2 separate regions of the Sus scrofa genome follow, and region 2 is linked to region 1. The links are chromatin contacts, called in public Hi-C maps. All regions are on one chromosome and are shown on one strand. Each heading gives the region's core, a stretch centred on a gene start, on an enhancer-like site or on the middle of the called end of the contact. The rest is flanking DNA. Distances are from core to core; before and after follow the strand shown. Region 1 holds the start of NDUFS7 (NADH dehydrogenase [ubiquinone] iron-sulfur protein 7, mitochondrial). Region 2 holds the start of CNN2 (calponin-2).

Evidence for each region. Hi-C and Micro-C count contacts between places; a contact is called where the count stands out from the background.
Region 2: a Hi-C map of liver shows a contact between it and region 1, with 2.1 times the contacts expected there. The contact joins the promoter of CNN2 here to the promoter of NDUFS7 in region 1. A contact is called at or near these places in 1 of 5 promoter capture datasets (fetal liver) and 2 of 47 Hi-C or Micro-C datasets (liver and subcutaneous adipose tissue).

The regions. Positions count from the first base shown.
Region 1 is chr2:77,085,379-77,088,581 of Sscrofa11.1, reverse strand. NDUFS7 (NADH dehydrogenase [ubiquinone] iron-sulfur protein 7, mitochondrial) reads left to right here and starts at 1,441. Exons shown (of 8, transcript XM_005661401.3): 1 at 1,441-1,597; 2 at 3,167-3,200. The coding sequence starts at 1,456. TRNAN-GUU (a tRNA gene) reads left to right here and starts at 1,251; the gene lies at 1,251-1,324. It overlaps TRNAF-GAA (a tRNA gene), which reads right to left and starts at 1,129; the gene lies at 1,057-1,129.
Region 2 is chr2:77,384,163-77,387,365 of Sscrofa11.1, reverse strand. It overlaps CNN2 (calponin-2), which reads left to right and starts at 1,772. Exons shown (of 8, transcript XM_003353959.3): 1 at 1,772-1,927. The coding sequence starts at 1,865.

The DNA of each region.
Region 1 (3,203 bases), core at 192-2,691:
TCCTAACCAGTGAGCCCGGCCCCTGGAGGCTGGAAACCTGGGGGAATTCAAGGACAGCTAGGCTGCTTTGCTGTCTCTTAAGGACTGCAGTGGCGTGTGGATCGGGGCTGTGGCATCTGCAGGCTGGTGGGGTGGGGGTGAGGGTCGGGGTGCGGGCCTCGGGACGGCTCCCAGGGGCTTGCAGGGCAAGGACCTTAGTGGAAAACAGGAACCTGAATAGAGGGGCCTAACTTGAGTTGTCCTTTAAGATAGATCCGCATTGGTCATGAATTGACATCAGTGTAAGAAGTTAACAGTAGGGGAGGCTGGGTGTGGAATAGAGGAACCGCCCCATACTATGTTTGCAACTTCTCTCTGAATCAAGCTATTCTAAACTACAAAGTTTATGTAATTAAAAAAAAAAGTCCAGCTCCACAGTATGGCCAGTTAAGGGAACTGTGAGGGGAGTCGGGTTGTGCCCTGTTCTTTTCTCCTGTGATTGTCATGGGGACGGTGACACCTCCCGGCACCCCATCTCCTCTTTTCAGGACCTCGGGCGCAGGGCTTGGCTCAGCATCCCTGCGCACCTGGCCCAGAGACAGCTTTGCTATCATCACCCGCGTTCACCAGTTCGATCCTGTTTCCCCACAGGTAAAACGGACAGAACAGGTCCCCAGCAGGACTGTCCCAATTAAACGACCTCCAAGGGGCCGGTGTTTTTGCAGACTCCGTTTTGCCAATTTAGGTGTGCAATAATGTTCGTTTTTACAGTAAGCATGGGTTCTAGTCCTACCACTTAAAAAGTATTGGAAATTGGGGTGGTGAAACGGGACGGAGGCGGGGGGCATTCGGGCTGGAATCATAGTTTTTTTTGGGCGGGGGTTACAGTTTGAGACCTTGTGCTGTTAAGTTCTCCTGCGTTGGCATAAACCAGCAGCTGAGCTCCTCATCTACAGAGTGGAGAATATTCTGAGAAGGAAAAGTCAAAATCGACCCTTTCTGGGTAAGGGAGAGCTGAGGGCAGCTGGATCAACAACGAGGCTCGTTGGGGGGCGGGGAGGCGGGTGCCAAAACACCTGCCGAAACCCGGGATCGAACCAGGGACCTTTAGATCTTCAGTCTAACGCTCTCCCAACTGAGCTATTTCGGCTGGGCGGCAGGGGTCGCCTCCGCCTCAACTCCGCCCCGTGCCGCTTTTGGCTGTCGCTCGAGCTGCCAAAGCGGGACGCGCATGCCTCGTAGGGTTGCACCTAGAAACTATTCGCAGCGCCGTCTCTGTGGCGCAATCGGTTAGCGCGTTCGGCTGTTAACCGAAAGGTTGGTGGTTCGAGCCCACCCAGGGACGGTTTTCGTTTTGTTTTGCCTCCCGAGTAAGAAAGTTGGCTAAGCTCCTGAATTTTTCCGAGATGCTCCCCGCCGCATCTCTGTTTTTTTATCCTGCGTGGGGTGTCCCGGGACGCGTGGGGGGGTGCACGGATGCGGAACGTCTCCACACAGGTTCCGGTTTCTGCGCATCGGCCGAGCCGCTTTGGGCAACGGCCCCGGATACCCGGAGCGCTACAGCGGACGGACCGTAGAGGTTGTCTGAAGGCCGAGGCCGAGATGGCGGCGCTGGCGGGTGAGCTGGTCCGGGCGGCGGGGTCGGGGTGGCGGCTCGCTCGGGGAGCCTTCTCCTCGGGGATGTGGAGGCCGGGGGTGACATAAACTCTCAGCCTCGGGAGAGCGCCAGGGTAAGGACTAAAGGGGTCCAGGCTCCGCCCGGGATGCTGCCCTTGAAGATCCCGGGAAGAGGGGGCGCGGGCTGTGCAGCCTCGGCAGACGAGGGAACTGAGGCCTGGGATGCTGCCCTTGAAGATCCCGGGAAGAGGCGGCGCGGGGTGTGCAGCCGCGATAGGCGAGGGAACTGGGGCCCAGAGAGGAGCCGCGAACGCTGGAGGTCACCCGGCCCGGCCAGGCAGAGGCGCGATCCCAGGGCACCCTGCCACTCCAGGAAGGGGACGGTCACCCGCAGAGCAGGCGTCCTGACCCGGGCTGCTTTGGGACCTTTTCCTCCTCCAATTAGAGAGTAAATGCATAGGAAGGAATCCCCAGGGTTGCAGAGGAAAGCAGTTATACTAGGAGACAGTTGTCAGGATACTGCCTTGAAGGCCGAATTCTAGCGGCTGTGTGCCTACTGCCACGATTTTGAAGGATTAAGGAGTGGGCAGGTTCCTTTACACGAAGATGGCTGCAGCCTCTATTTCACAGTTAGGAAACCACCCTCATTTCGGCATCAAACCAGCCTCGATCCCACTAATGCTGCTGTGGTTTGTCGACTACACTCAGAATTTAAGGAAAAGCCAATTTTTTGTAAGATGTTAGTAACAACAAAGAGGGTATTTCTCTTTCCTAGGCCAACTGGCCAGTCTACTGAGTCCTCACCAGCGGCCTCTTCCTAAGAATGTCTGATTCCAGAGACTAGAATTCCCTCACCTCAGAGGTGAAGGGCATTTACTGTGCCGTGAGCTTATCCAGAGCCCGAAATTTTCAGGTGGGGAAGCTGAGCTCAGAGAGGTCCAGCTCCGCACAAGAGTCTGGGGCTGCGCAGGTAACCTGGCTTCAGTGCCCAGTCTCTGAAACCCCAGAACTCCCAGCCCGGGACCTGGAGCCTCGCTGGTGGCACTGGGTTCCTTCACTTGACCAAGGCTAAGACAGAGACTGGGGGACACAGGGAGCCCTAGCATCAAGGGGGAGGCTGCACCACACATGAACATGTGAATGGAGATAGAACAGGGTGACAGGATCAAGAGGGCCTGGGGGGCTTGTATTATCCAGGCATTTGAGGCAAAACCTGGCCCATGAGAAGGGTCAGCCACATGCATGTGTGGCCAGGGTGCTCCAGGCAGAGGTAACCTCAGCAAGTGCCCTGAAGCAGGGGTGACACTGACATACCTGAGGAAAGGGGAGGGTGTGGAATATGGCTTTTCTTCTGTGGGCCGTGGGGTTTTAACGATCTGGTTCATATTCTGAAAAATCACTCTTCACTGAATGTTTGTTAAGTGGAATTTATATAGATGGAGGGTGAGAGGGAGGGTGTACCAGGCAGGGGGCCTGATGGGCAAACCCTGGGAGGCAGGACCCTCAGGCCAGTCCAGGCTTCTGGAGCTGCCCGCAACTCACTGCTGCCACCCTGTGGTTCTCTCTGCAGCTTCCGGCCTGCTGCGCCCGATCCTTGCTCTGCGGTG
Region 2 (3,203 bases), core at 523-3,022, 300 kb before region 1:
GTCTGGTTCACCAGCAGAAAGGCAAGCAGGTGGTTCTCAAGTTTGGAACCATCTGAGCTCAGTCTTCTGAACTTTAGCTCCTGTCCAGTCCTCCCAGAATCTGGTCCTCCCAGGGCCCCACATGTGGTCCAGCCACCTACAAGCATCACATGCAACTTCTGTGTCCCAGAGAGCCCCAGCTCAGGTTGTTGTCCCTAGACAGTCACTGGTGGCCCCCCTGGACAGGCACAAGGGGTCGGGGCATGACCAGGAGGGCCATGGACATGATGCCAGCAACCACCGACCACTGCACTCCTGGAGCAGGCACACTGGCGACTGGCTCCAGCCTCCTTACTCCCCCACCCTGTGCCCCAGCAGGACCTGCAGGGGGTCCACCATTCCCACATTCAGTCTCACTGTCTTATTATTGATGCCCCACTTGTCCACTGGTCCCCATTCCACACATGAAACAGACCCAGAAGGGAAAGGACTCTCCCAAGTCCACCTGGCTAGGACTTGAACCCTAAAGAAAGGAGTCATCACATAGATGGAATGGGAGACTGACAGGCAAAGAGCAAATAGACATCCAGGGAGTGGGGCGCCTGGGAGCAGTGCTTCCAGGGAAGGGCAGGGTGAATCATCTCTAGGCCTTCACAGAGCCCAACCAGCCATTTGTCAAATGTGTCAGACTCCTGCTCATGCTTTAAAACCCCACCTCCCACGTCCTCTCTTACATGCCTCTTTCCTTCACCCCACCAGAGGGCACCCACTTCCTCCACAGGTTCCTCCACCCCAAGTCACATGCAGTTATGTCTATGCCTGGGTCTGTCTTCCCAGGGAGGGACAGGGGCTGAGCCAAGGTCTCCTGGAAGCCACTATCACCTAGCAAGGGACTGCCCCAGAGGCCCTGTCAGGGAGCTTTTGATGAATGATTGGATGAATAAATAAATGAATGAATGAATAGGTGTGCAAATGAGTGGGTTACTGAAGAAGTTAATTCGTTTATTCCATTATCAATGTATTGACTGATCTGTACAAGCAGGCAGCAACTATGGAGTGCCAGGTATATGCCTGGCCTGGTTCCCTTGGCAGCCTCAGCCCTACCCTCAAGACATCTCCTGACTGCCACTCTCTGCTCTTCCACCCCATCCCCATTCCTCATCTTCCCTCAGCTCACAATTGAAAGCTCCTTCTCACCGCCTCCTTCCTCAACCTATCTGATTGGTCTCTACATTCTTTCAACCACTGACGTCCCCTTTAGGTCTTTGCACTTTTTGTTCTGCCAGGAGGAACACTAATCCCTTTGGGACTGGCAGACTCCTACTCATCCACCAAAGCCCCAGCACCAATGGCTGGTGAAGAGCCTCCTCTGAAGAGCCTGTGGTAGTTCCCTTGCTTACCTTCCAGCCACAACAGTTCCCAGAAGGGGACCTAGCCTGGGAGGCGCCTCTAAATGGCAGAGAGGCGGTCTTCACTGGTGTTCCAAGGGAATTAGGGTCCCCCCCAACCACTTCCCATCTCCTCCCATCATCATGCGAAAGGGTAAAGGGTGAGAGCCGTCTAGTGGCTCCCCGCAGGGGGAGGGCAGGAGTGCCAGGCCTCGGCATTGCGGGGCCCCTGTCCCTTCCTGCCTCAGTTTCCCTGGGATTCAGAGGAGGAGCGAGGCCGCTCGTGATGGGGTCTAGCTGCGGGGCGGGGGGTCGGCGCTCGAGGGGCTCAGGAAGCAGGCGGCCGCTGGAATCCTAAGCCGCGCGGCCTTATAAGGACATGTGCGCCCGCGCCAATCAGCGGCGGGGGCGGGGCGCGCGGCCCGCGTACCCCGCCGGCGCGCCCGCCTGCCCGTCGGTCCGTCCGTCCCGTCCCGCGGCCGCCGTACCCGCCAGCAATGAGCTCCACGCAGTTCAACAAGGGGCCCTCGTACGGGCTCTCGGCCGAGGTCAAGAACCGGGTGAGTGAGGGGAGCCCCCCCGCCCCGCCAGCCCAGGCCGTCGCCCCTTCCACGGCTGCAGGGCAGGCACTCTGCCGGACTCCCCAGCATTTGGGGTGGCTCTCCTCCTCCTTAACATCTGGAGGTGCCCCCGAGGCTCCCTCAACTCTGGGAGAGCAGTGAACTCTGTGCTCTGGCACCCCGCAACTTCTAGGAGTGGTTGGGTCGAAGCCCTGCTCCAGCCCTGCTCCCCTAGCCCTCCTCCGTCGGAAGCCCCCCATCCACCCCTCTCAACCCCCAGCCTTGGGCCCCTCCAGCGCTTCAAGGCCTGCGAGTGCCCTGAAGGTCTGAGGAGACCCCAGGAACCCCTTCTTACCCCCCTCCCGCACTTCTGCTTTTGGGGCCACTTCACCTCGGGGAGGGGAAGGGGGCGGGCCTGTGTTTTTTGAGAAGGGTGTGGCCCCCGCAGGAATTTCCCGACTTCTTACACCTGGGAGGTGGGGCACTAAGGGGAAGTTGGAGTTGAGGGGGCCTCCTGGACCAGTCTCTTTGTCCCCATCTGACAGGCTTAAGGGGATAGCATAGGGGTCCTCAGGACCCATGTGGGTCCCCTGAATGTGACCTTTAGATGTGGGTTTTGTAACTTGGAAAGGAGAGCTGGGGCCAGGGGAGACACTTTTTAAGAAAGCACTTGTGTTCCAGCTCAGAGAGGGGCAGGCACTTTTGAAAGGCTACACAGCAGGGTCAGCCCGTCCAGGGAAAGAGGAGCAGAGGGTGACCCCAGACCCAGGGGATGGTCCTAGTCCTGACCTGCAAGAGCTACCCAGCTGGAGGGAAGTGTGTCATTCTTGTCCATCCCCCACATTCCCACCTGGGAATGTGGCCACACAGCTGGGCCACTGGGAGCCTGCCTGGGCATGCAGAGGACAGCCCTGCCAGCCCCAGGCCCTGCCCGGTCAGCACTGCAGGGCTCGGGAGCGCCCGTGGGCAGGGGGAAGTTCACATCACCTCTCTGAGTTCCTGGAGCTTCCCTCCGGTCCATGCAGGAAGCCAAGGTACCAGGTGTGGTCACTCAGCAAGCTCCTGATTCCCCCTTAAACACACCAGTCTCCACTCTGGCAATAATGCCAGGGGCTGGGGGACCTGTATGTGCCCCACCCAGCACCAAGCTGCTTTAAGACCCTTGGTTTACAGATGGGGTTCAGAGAAATCTATCAAACTGCCTAGAGCCACACAGCTGGCCAGTGGCCGAGTGAGGACTGGAACCTAGCCCGATGGACACTGATCCTCCTGGGCA